Linked DNA regions of Mus musculus: region 1 is linked to region 2. A link is a contact called in public Hi-C data. All regions are on one chromosome and are shown on one strand. Each heading gives the region's core, a stretch centred on a gene start, on an enhancer-like site or on the middle of the called end of the contact. The rest is flanking DNA. Distances are from core to core; before and after follow the strand shown.

What was found. A called contact is a pair of places that touch in the nucleus more often than the background predicts.
Region 1: a Hi-C map of cortical neurons shows a contact between it and region 2, with 4 times the contacts expected there. The contact joins two enhancer-like sites. A contact is called at or near these places in 11 of 484 Hi-C or Micro-C datasets (the G1E-ER4 cell line, cardiomyocytes, cerebellum and 4 more) and 3 of 115 datasets of contacts at active chromatin or transcription factors (VIP interneurons, astrocytes and large pre-B cells).

Annotation. Positions count from the first base shown.
Region 1 is chr11:43,345,992-43,353,080 of GRCm38.p6, forward strand. No RefSeq gene overlaps it. Among named protein-coding and RNA genes, the nearest start is that of Mir146, 25 kb to the right of the region's middle. Within about 2 kb of position 4,445, at least 14 of the 459 cell types and tissues checked have an H3K27ac peak or open chromatin away from gene starts, as enhancers often do. A contact at or near this core is called in cortical neurons, where this site is marked.
Region 2 is chr11:40,869,241-40,875,978 of GRCm38.p6, forward strand. No RefSeq gene overlaps it. Among named protein-coding and RNA genes, the nearest start is that of Ccng1, 120 kb to the left of the region's middle. Within about 2 kb of position 3,936, at least 3 of the 459 cell types and tissues checked have an H3K27ac peak or open chromatin away from gene starts, as enhancers often do. A contact at or near this core is called in cortical neurons, where this site is marked.

The sequences.
Region 1 (7,089 bases), core at 3,195-5,694, 2.5 Mb after region 2:
GGAGGTCCACCCCATCCCACTCTCTGCTTTATTCAGGTGCCTAGAGCTCTTTATGTGGGGCTGAGACTTCATGGGCTTTCCCCTATCCAATCTGTCATGTCCACTGGTGCCATCCTTGTTCAGCTCACACTTGGACAGTCTTAGTGGTGAGACTTCATGAGTACAGCTTCTGATATTACTAGGAGACACAATCTTAGATCAAAGTCCCTGATCCCCTGGCTCTTGCAATCTTTCTGCCCCCTCTTCACAATGCTCTCTCAGCCTTACACGTGGGAGGATTTTGTAGATGTATCCACAGGGACTGGAGTCCACAAACCTGCACTTTGATTGGCTGAGGGTTTTTTGTAGTGGTCTCCATATGTTCCAAACAGCACTTTCCTTGATGTAAAGACTACAGTTACCTGTAGGTATAAGAACAAATGTTTTTCGATTTTTAGGGAGTGTGCTGGTTTAGTAAATTAATGGTTCTAGACTCTTCTCCAGTTAACCAAGACTCTAACCAGCACTGAGTCTTTAGCTAGATTAGGCTAGCTAGTAGTTAGCTGTATTAGACATGAATTCCTTCTTGTTGAGCCTTGGACTTGTCTTAAATCCAACTGGAGACCTGATGGTTACTGCCAAGGCATGTGTGCCACTACTGCCCCCTTAGGGTTACCACGCCATGCTGGTTGTTGATGCGGCTCATTCGTGTTATAGTTAGATGGGACTGTTGCTCGCTTCCCTCCTTCGGAAACTTGCATGGTGCCTTCTGGTTCCGTGAAAGCTAGTGTTCAGGCCGGGCCGCTCAGGTCAGCTCCAGCTCAGAGGCCTCCGGGGCCTGTTTCTGAAATGCATCATGTCTTCAACAATAAGGATTTACTTTGATGGAAGTAATTTTTAAAGAGAGAAATGGTGCTACTCTCTGTTAGTCTTTAGTTACAATGTCCTGCTAAGTGAAATGGCAATGGGGCAGAAAGTGGCCGCTTACCGTCAACCAGGCAGCTGAGAAACGTGAAGAATGGTCACTCAGAGCTAGACAGCAGCAAGCACAGGCAAGGCAAGGACTCATCTCCCTTGTGCCAACCCCTCCCCTCTGCATTCCGGGACAGTGAGCCTGAGACACTGAGGCTGCCAGAGGAGAGAGAGAGAGAGAGAGAGAGAGAGAGAGAGAGAGAGAGAGAGAGAGAAAGTTTTACTTAAGCTTGGGTGTTTTGTTTGTTTGAGTTTTGTTTTGTCTGGTTAGTTGGTTGATTGGTTGGCTGTTTCTCTTGGTTTTTTTGTTTGTTTGTTTCTTTCTTTCTTTCTTTCTTTCTTTCTTTCTTTCTTTCTTTCTTCCTTTCTTTCTTTGAGACATGGCCTTACTCCATAGCACCCTGGCTGTCCTGAAACTCACTATGCAGAATAAGCTGATCTCAAACCCACAGAGATCTGCCTGCCTCTCCCTCCTGAATGCTGGGATTAAAAGCTTTACATAAGTTAGTTTTGTTTTTGCTTTTTTTCGCATCACTTGCTTTTTGTTTTGATCTTTTTAACTTCATGGTGTTTCATGGATGAGACTATAGAAAGAGAGCCAAGCCACCATCTTGCCCCGATGTGGGATAGCCAGAAGTGCAGATAGTCTCATAGGTCCGTGGGTTCCTAAACTCTTTGGAGTATCTTTTAAGAATAAAAAAAAGTCAAAGTTTTGAGCAAAAGCTCTACCACATGGCATTGTATGGAAATAGTCTTGCCTGGCCATAAATACGATCTATGACAAGGCAAAAAAAAAAAAAAAAAAAAAAAAAAAAACCCTTCTAGACCAGCGCTTCTTCTCAAACTGTGGGTCAAATGATCTATTCATAGGGATTGATATCAGATATCCTGCATACCCAATATTTATACTATGATTCATAACATTAGCAAAATTACAGTTATGAAGTAGCCACAAAATAATTGCATGGTTGGCGTCACCACATGAGGAGCTGTACTAAAGGGTCACAGCATTAGGGAGGCTGAGAACCCCTGACCCAGCCATGCCTTGCTCCCAGTGGACTTTCATATCTACTCCATTCCAGGCAGGCAGCCTGGGCTGGCTCAGTAAGTTCTGGTTCAGGATAAGGAAGGAGTTGATGTGGATTTCAAGACAGCGTCAACGATCACAGATGCTCACTAACTTCTGCTCGCAGACCTCACTACCATCAAAGGGTGCAGACAGACACAGAGTGAGTAGAAAGAGCCAAAAAAAATACCTCACTCACCTCTTACCAAGCTTCTACCTGAGGTTTTTTTTTGTTCTTGTGTGTAAAGTGCGGCCGCCTGTAGAAGTACGTAGATCCCAGTGTGGGGATGAAGGAGCGGATTTAAATGCCTCATGGGAAGGAGTCTATAGAAACCACGTCTGCCATCTTTGCCCTTTGCCTCTTGGATTTAGAAAGGATGATGATGCCCCATCATCTCGCCTTTTGTGAAGAAGACATTTAAGCCCAGGGAGAGGTAGTGGGTTAGGCTTCTTACAAAAGGTCACACACTGTCTTGGAAGCGGAGGCTGAGGTCTTACAATTCCCAAGAACTTCTTTAAGAACTATGAAAGGTTAATTCTTATCCGAGATGCCTCTTGCTTTGTTTCATAGGCAGTAAGATCCTACATCAAAAGTCCTAAGAAATTTCTTTTCGGGCACTTTGGTGCATGAGATCATCAGAGTAAGTAGGCACGCAGTGCATCCAAGATGAGATACAGAGATGTGAGATTCAGAACTTGAACTGTGCCAGCCTCACAAGCCCTGTTGTCTTGCTACCTGCCGGCTTCTTTTGCTGGCTTTCTTTAGTCCTTTGCTTTGGTGCTCCTGCCCCCTAGTGGCCAAGAACTGTACTGCAGCCACTCTCTGTGGCCCACTCATTAGGCAAAAAGGAGATAAGTCCTTGCAGGGCCACTGTATCTTTGTCTATAAAAACAAACCTCGCTGTGATTTAAAATAAAACAACAACAACAAACCACAAACAGATAACCCAGCAGTATCCACAAAAACATAGCTGGGAAGACAGCTGAAGCTGAGTACCAAAGATTCTAGTTTGAAAAATAACAAGTGTATATCTGACTTAAGGACGGTGGAATGAGGGGAATTCTGGGAAGTTGTGCAGGGGAGCCTAGGATAACTTAAAAATATCAGATGATGGCAGTGTCTTAGTACATTCCAATGAACACCAAGAGAAACACTCAGAGCCTTGTCTCCCTCCCTATCCTTGCACCCATTGGCCTCCATCCTCACACCGGACCTGCCCTCACTTGGCCTCTTAGTCCTGCCAGACCAAAGCCCAGAACTCCCACAGGCCATGGGCTCATCCCTGTGTCTATGAGAGAGAACATGCTAATTTTCATTCTGTTGCCGTGATAAAACAATGACCAAAAGGAACTTAGGAAGGAAAAAGATATCATCTGGCTTATGCTTATCACAGTCATGGGGGAAAAAAAAACAAGAACAAAAACTACAACACCATAAAGATAGGAACTCAAGCAGAGATCATGGAGGAACGCTGCTACCTCATCTACCCTTCATATATCTCCAAGGACTACCTGCTTAGGGATAGCGGCAGCCACAGCAGACTCGGCCCTTTCTATATCAATAAATATGCCATACAGTCATGTCCACGAAATAGTACGATAGAGAAAATTGCTCAATTGGAGTGCTTCCTTTCTAGGAGACTGTCAAGCTGACAAAACTAACCAGCATGAGCCAGATAATTCCCAGCTCCAAGTGAGTCATGAAGACCAGAGGCCACGCCCTCCAGAGGTCACGCCCTCTTGAGGTCACGCCCTCCTGAGGAAGATCCAGGAGCATTCTCTGGGCATAGATGCCTGGGAAGAATCACTAGACACACAAATTCAAGAGTGGCGCTGTGGAGTAAGCGACCTTCAAGGATGTCACAGCTATTTTTTCTCATTCCATTATGATGTAAGGATTTGTAGGCTGGGGAGACTGAGGTGGGAAAAGCCTGGAAAGCTCCCTAGAGTGAATCCCACCGTAATTCCTTCCAAGAAGCATAAACAGGGGCCAGTGCAGCAACACCCAGAAAGCCTGTAACCCCAGCACTCGAGAGCTGAAAGCAGGTCAGCCTCAGCTACATAGCAAGTTTGGGGTCAGCCTGGATTGCATGAGACCCTGCCTATAAACAAACCAGAAACAAAAAGCCAGCATGCCACATAAGAGCCTTCAACCCGTTCTGGAGAAGAAGGCGTGACATCTACAGCCCTAGAAAGCAAGCAATGACTTTGACCCTCTGGAAGCCACAGGACATAAAATGACTGGCATTTGATAACACCACTAAAATGGAACATTTCTATTCCCAAAAAGACGGATACTGTCAATAAGATTCCTTTTTTTTTTTTTTTAATCTGATTAAACTTTCTCTTTTGCTGCTTCTTTGTATCTCTGGTTGAAATGGAGCAGGATGCAGGTTACCATGGTGACGGCTTTTTTTTTTTTTTTAAACAGAGCTCAGGAGCTCTGGCTGTTGGCTGTAAGACCCCAAGCAGGAAATGGGGATATCAGGGTGAGCAGAGGATGAGAGGGACAAGAAAGAAAGGCGCAGGACTCATCCCAGGGTGCTGTAACTTCTCCAACTTGTTCTGTGACACAAGAATGGGAGTCAAGACTCAGCTGCCTCATTGGATGAAGGAAGCAGAGGCCAAATGTGTGTGGGAAACGTACACATCTTAACCTTTCCTTACTTGCTCCTTTTTGTGGCAAATAGACATCTGCTTTTGCACCCCTTCCCACTCTTAGTGGACACCTTCCACCCAAGTTTTGGAAAGCCCACCAAAAACCTAATCCAAAGAGGCATGATAAAAAGTTAAAAGTACTGAAAGCAAGAGCCCCATCCCGACCCCCACCCCCAGGAATTTTCAATGGAAGGGAATTTGAGGTTGCCAGTCCCATTGTTATCAATTCAAGCAGCTTTTGCCTCACATGCCTTTTCTGGTTTCTTCAAGCCCATCTAAGAACAGAAAACAGAGAGTCTTCGAGAGGCTAGGGCTCCCCATGGAAACCTGACAATCAGACATGGGTCAGAGAAATGACTGACAAGAGAGGAAAGGAGTTGCTGAGAGAAGTTCCCAGGGCCCTTCCAAATTCCAGGCCAGGGAGATAGGAAAATGGAATGGATAAAGCCAGAGAAAAATCGCTGATACAAAACCTGTTGGGGGGTGTGGGGTGGCTGGAGAGATGGCTCAGTGGCCTTCCAGAAGTCCTGAGTTCAATTCCCAGCAACCACATGGTGGCTCACAAACATCTGTAATGGAATCTGATGCCCTCTTCTCTTGTGTCCAAAGAGAGCAACAGTATATTCACACATAATAAATAAATCTTTCAAAAAAAATCTGTTTTGGATTCTCAAACACTGATGGCAGCCAGCTGGGGCAGGGGTTGGTACCACTGGCTGCTTTGGTGACCTTGTCCCCACAGACCGCAAGAAGGACATTTATTCATACTAGATCATAAGATTCCTTGCCTCTGCTTCAGGAGCTGTGGAGAAGGGTTGATGCAATCTATCCAGCCCTCTTCACTTGAACTTTGGAAGTGTGTTGCAATACCAAGGCAAGAATATCAATAATAACATGGGCTGAGTGCTTGCATGGACATTGTTCAGGGTCAGTCTGAAAATGATCCCATAACTTAGAAAAGCAGCTTGCCCATGCACTCATGATCACCACCATGAGACTCAACATGTATATTTGACATTGGTGTCTAGAGTGTGGCCTCCCGTCCCCAAATGCTTGTTCAGGTGTCCTATACTTGTATGCTCTGATGTTGGAGTCTTACTGAAGCCAGTTTAATGAGGACCTAGAGGTCCCCATGAGCAAGTGACAAGGTAGACTCTCACTCCCAGAAATTTTTAATTGCATGGTAGAAAGTAGGAGCCAGGATTGACCCCTAACTCAGAAAGGAACATGACAAGAAGCCCCAAGAAAGGCTCATAAAGACACAATCAGTTCGTTGCTACCCTAGCCCCAGAGTTACCATGGCAACAAAGTCTCTGATGCCCATCCTCAGTCCCTGTTCCTGATCTGCATAGCCTGCTGCCTACTTCACACTTCCTCTTTTAGCATCTTCTTGAGCTCAGGAACTTCACAGTTCTCTATAGTATCTGCAGGTCAAGAGCCATTCTTGAACAAGCAGAGACACACAGCCAACTCTAAGCAGCCCCAGCCCTCCTCAAAGCAGCGGGAACTGCTTGGGTTTCATGCTTTCTGTCTCCCTTTTCCCAGTCTCTGAATCTAGTATTGCCTTCTGCTCATATATATATCATACCTACTCTGTCTCCTTCAAGCACCTGGGAACTGTGCTCGCTAGAGCAGGCTGAGCCACACATGCTGGAGGAATTCAACTCTTAGACCAGATTGTAAGAAGACGTGTGCTGCTGGGCAATAACTAGAGCACCATGGGCTGCATAAGATAATAGAATAATAGACAGGGGTCTTCATTTGGAAGATGTAACAAGGTGGGTTTCTATGGGTACAGGCATGTATATTATCATGTTCTGAAGCCATGGTGTCATCAGACAGACTGGCTCACAATTCTGGGTGGCCAAAGTGTATAGTTGGTTGGCCTAGTGCTACTTGTATCCTAATGCTAATATTGGGTCCCCAAAACCTGGTTGTCCCAAAGATAAGAGAGTCCTCATGTAGACCCAAGTGACACTGTGTGATCTTGTTATTTTTGATTGGTGAATAACTATGCCAACAGCCAATAGCTGGGCAGAAGAGACATACGTGGGGTTTAGGATTCCCAGGCTTGGAATCAGAGGAGAACCAGGAGGGAGAAGAGGTGAAAGAGGAAGGAGAAGCAGCCATGGTTTAGCTGAGCCATAAAAACATGGCCCTGAGAGCTGGCCAATAGGAGTTAAGAACAGCCCAGATAAAATATAGTAAGTAATAACTTGGGGTTATCGATAGGAAAGAAGACTCTAATAGCATAGAGCTCTGCCCAGTTCTTATGCTGTTTCAGGCTTAATGAAAATATAAAGGTTGCTTGTGTGTCTTTTATCTGGGAACTGAATGATCAAGGCAGGGTAGAAACCCCAGAATGGGATTTAAAATTTCTACAAGTGTGAGCTGCTGTGCACATCATTTGCTGT
Region 2 (6,738 bases), core at 2,686-5,185:
TGGCGAGCCCATCCATCACACCCACTCTGCTCCATTCCTGTCTAATCCCATGGGTTTTGGCTGCTAAATCAGAGGCCGAGAATCCCGGATAGCCGAGGAACTCACCTGGAAGCCACTTAACACAATGATTAACGACAAAGATTTGTGCTTAAGAGCACTCAAGCACTTTCGGTGTGACCTTGGATAAGTCATTTAACTTATCAGAGCCATTTTCCTACTTACAAAATGGGTTAATCGCCGTTTCTCATGTGCATACATTTTGTTCTTTTAAATCACAGTATCAGGCTCAAAGGAACTTGTCTAGACTTTTCCAGTTATAAGTAGCCAAAACATATTGCAAACTAGATAAATGAGAGGAACGTTTCACACACCTGGAAACCAGAAGTCCCAACATTTGGATTTGGCATATCCAAATTCCATAGTTCAAGAAAAGCCACTGAAGACAGGCTTTTTTTTCTTTATTCTTTCCTTTCCTTCCTTTCTCCTCCCCACTTCCTCCCCAACTTCCTCCTCTCTTCCTCCTCCTCCTTTGTCTTTTTTTGGTAGAGATTGATTAGCAACCATAGGGAGAGAAAGCACGCCCCCCTCTTTTTTGCTTCTGGCATTACTGTCTGCCCAATCCTGAGAGACCCTGTCTTGGTTTCTGCTGTGCATCTCTGAATCTTAGTCACTGTAATCTAAAGAGAGTATGTACTCGGTTTAGCGAGGCCTGCATGTCATACTGGCTCAAATCTGTTTTGCTAGTGTATAATAAAAAAGATGCAAACAATTTGAAACAAAGAAATTTAATCACGTTCCTGGTAAACTTACTTCAAGTAAAGATAAATGCACAAATGATGCTGCTGAGCATCTGAGTCTTCCTGTGCCTCTGGACTCAGTGTACATTTCAAGGCTGCATGCTGCCCTGGCAGCTGAAAGTTGTCTCTTCCAGGGTTCTAGTGATTTGTATCTCACATCATATTGTCTTTATCAACACACTGTCTTTTGACACTTTCATACAATTTCTGATACTAGTTCATTCTTACCTGGTAATATGCCTGTACCAGATCTTACCATATGGCTAGGGAATGGGGTCCATCTAGTATATTAAGCTGAGAGGTATTCATTCATTCATCTAGAAGCATAATAAAGAACAGAAGATGAATAATAGATTGACTTGTTGGTAAAGGAGGGAGAAGCTGGAGGGAAACTAGCTCTCCAGGCAAGCATTAACCTGCCCAGATAACAGGTTATGGCCTTCTGACTTATGAAATATTAATAGAAAGCAAAAGAAAGGATGGGAGGTAGATGTAACCACCTTACAGTATGTATTAGTCAGTCTATTAGAATCTTATCTGTTCATTTAACAGAAATTAGAGTCCTTAAAAGATATGGCATCTTTACTTTAGCAAATATAATATGTGGCCAATGCAGTCCTAACAAAACTGGACTAAGTTCTTTATAAATATAGATGCGGGGAGGAGTTAGAAATGCCACACTGCTTGCAGTGGTTTGAATGAGAAATGTCCCCAACAGGTTCATGTATCACATCTGGGCCCTAGTGGTGGGGCAATTATTGAGAGCATTATGGAAACTCTAGAAGGTTGAACCTTATTGAAGGAAGTCTGTATGGGTGGGCTTCGAGATTTTACAGCCTTGCTCCTTTTCCTGTTTTCCTTCTCTGCTTCCTGTGTGCAGATAAAATTGTGATGGGCCAGCTTCCAGCTCCTGCCACCATGCCTGTGTGTTTGCCATGCCTTCTACCACGATAGACCATATCAGTTCTGGAACTATAAACTAAAATAGACCCTTTCTTCCCTAACTCTGTCAGGATAGTTTATCATAAAAAAGTAACCCATTGTCTTTGAGCACAGATATCCTCTGACTACTGTCTTAATGGTGTTTTAAGGTAATTGTGTTTTCTACAAACACATTTTTCCATCTTAGCATTTTTTTTTATTCTCTATCCCAAATTTTGTTAGAGGTCTTTCCCATATGATAATCTAATACCCTTTAATACACTTCTTTGTGATTTGGTGACCCCAAACTGTAAAATGATCGCTGCTGCTTCACAACTGTAATTTTGCTATTCTTATGAATTGTAATGTTAATCTGGAGCACAGCACTTCTAATATGTGACCCCTAAAGTGGTTGTGAGCACAGGTTGAGAACCATTGCTTGTAATCACTATTTCAATTGCTTTCTTGAGGTGTTGTCTTTGCTTTCAGCTACTTCAAGCTACCCTCTTGTTGGCTTCCATTTTGCCTACTTCTGTGAAAGCCTGCCTGTCAGGTAGATTCATGTCAGGCCACGGTCTACTGGTAGATTTATTGACCTGCTGATAAGAGCGGATACACTTGAATCTCAAGGTGAGGGACTGAATGTTCTGTTAATCTTGGAGGAAGAAGGAAGAACAGGGAGGCCTGTGGATGGGTACAGATATCGAATGTAGCATCAGTTTTGTCTCTACTGCCTTGTGACTTTGTTTCCCATGATGCTGTAACGTATATAAAACATAAGCTAATTAAACTCGAGGCTGTTGCAGCACTGACTGGACAGCCCCTCTGATTTCTAACCTCTGCTTCTGAGTCTTCTTTTCTGTCTTTCCTATAATCCTCACTCCCCCCTCAGAGGACTGCTGGACTTTGTACTGGCTGGACTGGGACACCCTTTTGCCTAGGAAGGCTAATTAGAGAAGCAATGTCTCTTAAAGTCCATTCCCCACCCCTGTTAAAGTACTAGGACCTTTCTGCTTGTCATCATTCTCTATACATACTAGGTCCCATCTGCCTGTCTCTTCTTATTCTGCTGACTCTAGCAACCTCCATGTGTCCAGCTGCTGCTCCTTTGTGGCTTAGTCTATTCCCTCAGTGGTTCAACTCATCCAGTTTTAGCACCCCGTTTCTGGTTATATGCACTTGCATTTATTTTCCCTTTTAAAGGACTCTTGCTTTCTTTCACAGAAATGATGTCAGTTTGTAAGAATTCTATTAAAATCAGGAAAACACCTGAGTATTTTCTAAGTGTAACTCTGTAGTTGCCTTTAGAACAACTCAACGGTATACCTGGTCTAGGACAGAACTGAATCTGTTTGAGAGAAAGGAAAAGCTGGTAATTAAAGATGGAAAAGTGGGTCACTTTCAGATCAGTCTGATAGGGCGTCCTACTGCCTGAGTTGTTAATAGGAGCTCAACTCTGTAATGGGATTATGACAGACTCACTAGAAAACAATGACTTTGCAATGAAAATTTATCATTTAAAATTATTCTTTCTTAAAGCCTCACCCCAGAGAACCTATGTAAACTCATTGCAATTGTGCCTCCAGTAAACTGGCTTTGGTTAATGATAACCTTGATGGGACTCTACTTTACTGTTATTGTAACTATATAACTATTTCCAGAAAAGCAGGTCACCTAGATGTTTATAAGTCAGAAGTCTTTATGACATGCTTAAGGGAAGGTCAGTTTGCCGGGGTTTTCTTATCTTTCCCTTCTGTATCACCCACAGCCAGAGCCAATGCTTATGTGTGTGGAATTCTTTACTTTCTAATTGGATTGGCAGGTAGGAGAAAAGGACACTTTGAATTCACTGTTTCTAGGGTGGTGGAAGAGTAGTCTGGAGAAAGTGGGAAGGAGAATTTTTTGTCCTGTGGTGGGCAAGAACTGAAAAACATGTGAATGCCAGTGGTGAGGGAGAGAAGTGTGTGTTGAAGCTAAAGAGTATAAAGGGCTAGGAAGCTCCCCGGATTTCAGAATTTCCTGAAGTCTACTGACCAGATTGGATGTCTTTATTGATACAAGGGAAAGGCAATGAGAAGATTCAACCAAGGGACTTCTACATTTTTTCCTTTTTTGATGTAGTTTAAAAAAATCACATTGGTACAGGGAGACAGGATTGTGCAGTATACAAATAACAGCAAGAGTCTAATCTGAGAATGATTGTAGTAACCTTGCCAAGAGATACTGTTAGCCTGGAGATGGGTAGTCGCTATGGAGACGAGGGAAAGTGAGAGGCAGAAGATGTTAGAAGTAGAAGAGACAGATGATGGAAGCAAAAGATTTGCAGGAGTGTGAAGGAAAACAGAGTCAAACATGACCAAGATTTCTGGTTTGAAAAATCAGGCCAAGGAAAGATGATGCCATTTAGTCTGATGTCAATGATAGGGGAAGAATAGGTGGGAAGTCCTAAACATGAGGTTTAGTTGGGGTATAGAAGTTAGAATTCCAAACAAGCAGTTTTGGAATACATGTCATATTTCTAGAAGTTCACTGAAAAGAGAAATAGATTAATGCCATAGGAATAGGGGCATGAACCTGGAAATACCGTGGGGGGAAATAACAGGTGTGGAGGAAGGAGCAAGGCGAGGCTCAATAGCTTAGCAGTTTGGGCAAAAGAAATGCAGTACACCACATGTTTGCACTATGTGTTGTATAGACATTGCTTTCCCCTTTCCCATCATCCTTCAAATTTCAAGTTCCGTGTTTGTCATTCTGGCTGCCTTCAATCACAGAGCTAGATTTTGACTAGCACTCGTTATTTTGCAGGTGTTTCCAGGTGAAAAAAATCTACACGTTTCCTTATAGTGGCAGAAAAGCAAATTCTGTTTTGCATCATAAAGTTTTGTATTTATGACACTTCTAAGACACACTGAACATCATCTAGATTATTCATAATACCAAGCACCATGCAAACAGTTGCTACACTTTTATGTCATCCTGACTGGACGAAGGGATGTATAGGTAGCTAATGTCTTAGTAAGTATTATATTGCTGTGAGGAGAGACCAAGTAAGTACTTTCTTTCTTTCTTTCTTTCTTTCTTTCTTTCTTTCTTTCTTTCTTTCTTTCTTTCTTTCTTTCTTTCTTTCTTTCTCGCTCTCTTTCTTTCTTTCTCTCTCTCTTTCTTATTTATTTATTTATTTTCTACACAATACTTCCTTTTTAATTTTATTTGTGAGATTATAATATGTTTATAACACTTGTCTCTTGGCTGTCCTCTTTTGAAGAGGGATATTCTATGTGGTACAACACTAAAGAATTTCTTTTTTTCCCCCTTTTTTCTTTTAGATATTTTCTTCGTTTAGACTGTAAACACTATTCCATTTCCCTGTTCCCCCTCCAAAATTCCCTATCCCCTACCCCTTCCCCTGATCACCAACCCACCCACTCCAGCTTCTGGCCCTGGCACTCCCCTATACTGGGGCATAGAACCTTCACAGGACCAAGGGCCTCTCCTTACATTGATGATCGACCAGGCCATCCTCTGCTACACATGCAGCTAGAGCCATTAGTCCCATCATGTTTTTTCTTTGCTTGGTGGTTTGGTCCCAGAGAGCTCTGGGGGTACTGGTTAGTTCATATTGATGTTCCTCCTATAGGGCTGCAAATCCCATCAGCTCCTTGGGTCCTTTTTCCAGCTCCTTCATTGGCGACCATGAGTCTCTGGACTGTGCCATGTCTTGACAGTGCCTCACTTCCCACTTTTATGAAGGATGGCTGATTCTGCTGTCACCCTCATGGAGATTTTGCAAGGTTTCCACTGAAATGAATGTCTGAAAATCCGACAGCAGTGTCATTTCAGAAGTTGAGGCTTGTTCTTTTCAAGTCCTTCCATGTGGCTTTCAGGAGCTTAGTTCTTCACTTGTCTTTATCGACTATCAGAGAGGAAATATGGAGAAAGAGGGCTTCTCCAGTTTCCCACAGAGAAGAGCTCCATCTTGGAAGTGTCAAACATGGCCCTTGCTTTTAATAAAACTCACACCATCTGTGTTCTAACACAGGATGATCAGAGTTGCTGCTTTTTGAGATGCTAAGAAAGTGTGTGGAACCACTATTGTCTTTGACAGTATCTGATTTTGTATCAGTACCTGACTACTTTGAAGCTTTACTAAGATCTCTGCTCAGGAAATTACACTAATACTTTTCTCATACATAAAACAGCAGTAAAATGGCAGGTGTCACTCCGTATAAGAAGCTCCAATGAGGTTTATTGGAATAAGAAAACTACAAAGTCATGATTGGTTCTTGGGGTGGTGAGAAAAGTATTCGAAAAAAACCACAATATATGGAGATCTATACATGGGGCCTTAAAAGGAAGAAGAAACTTTTTATTACAGTCTGGAGTGGAGCTTCTTTTAGAAACTAAGTCATAGTTGAAAATGGATGCCATTTTTTGTGTGTGTGCACGTGCTTTTTGTTTTGATTTTTAAAAAAATTTTACACACACACACACATACACACACACACACACACAGAGGGAGGAAGAGGGAGAGAGGGAGAGGAAGAAAAAGAGTGAGAGGGAAAGAGGAGAAAGAGGAAGAGGGAGACTGAGAGCATGCACATCAGCCTAGGAGGAGTTGGCAAGGGCACTGGAGACTTTTCAGAAAGCAGCCTTCATCTCCACCCCAAATCCTGGAGCAGTCTCCTTGTGGAGACTTGATCTAATCACCAGAACAAAAGTTTGGCTTTTTATAACCTTTTGGGGAGGTGAGAAGTTTCAAATCATGTGCTTTAGTTTAGCACAGAATATATAAGAAAGAGAATGGAGGAGCTGGGTGCTGGTTAGGACCTTAAATCAGGGGATACGATTTGGCCACAGAATAGACTGTTTCTTAACTCTTGAACCCAGGAAGAGGTGCAGGGAGGCATGTCCTGATCAGACTGTGGGATCAGACTTAAAATGCAGGCCTCTGTTCTTACACACATCACTTAGAGGTCAGTCTCCAGGGATGGATGGGGATGTATTTCAGTGTTTGCCTTGG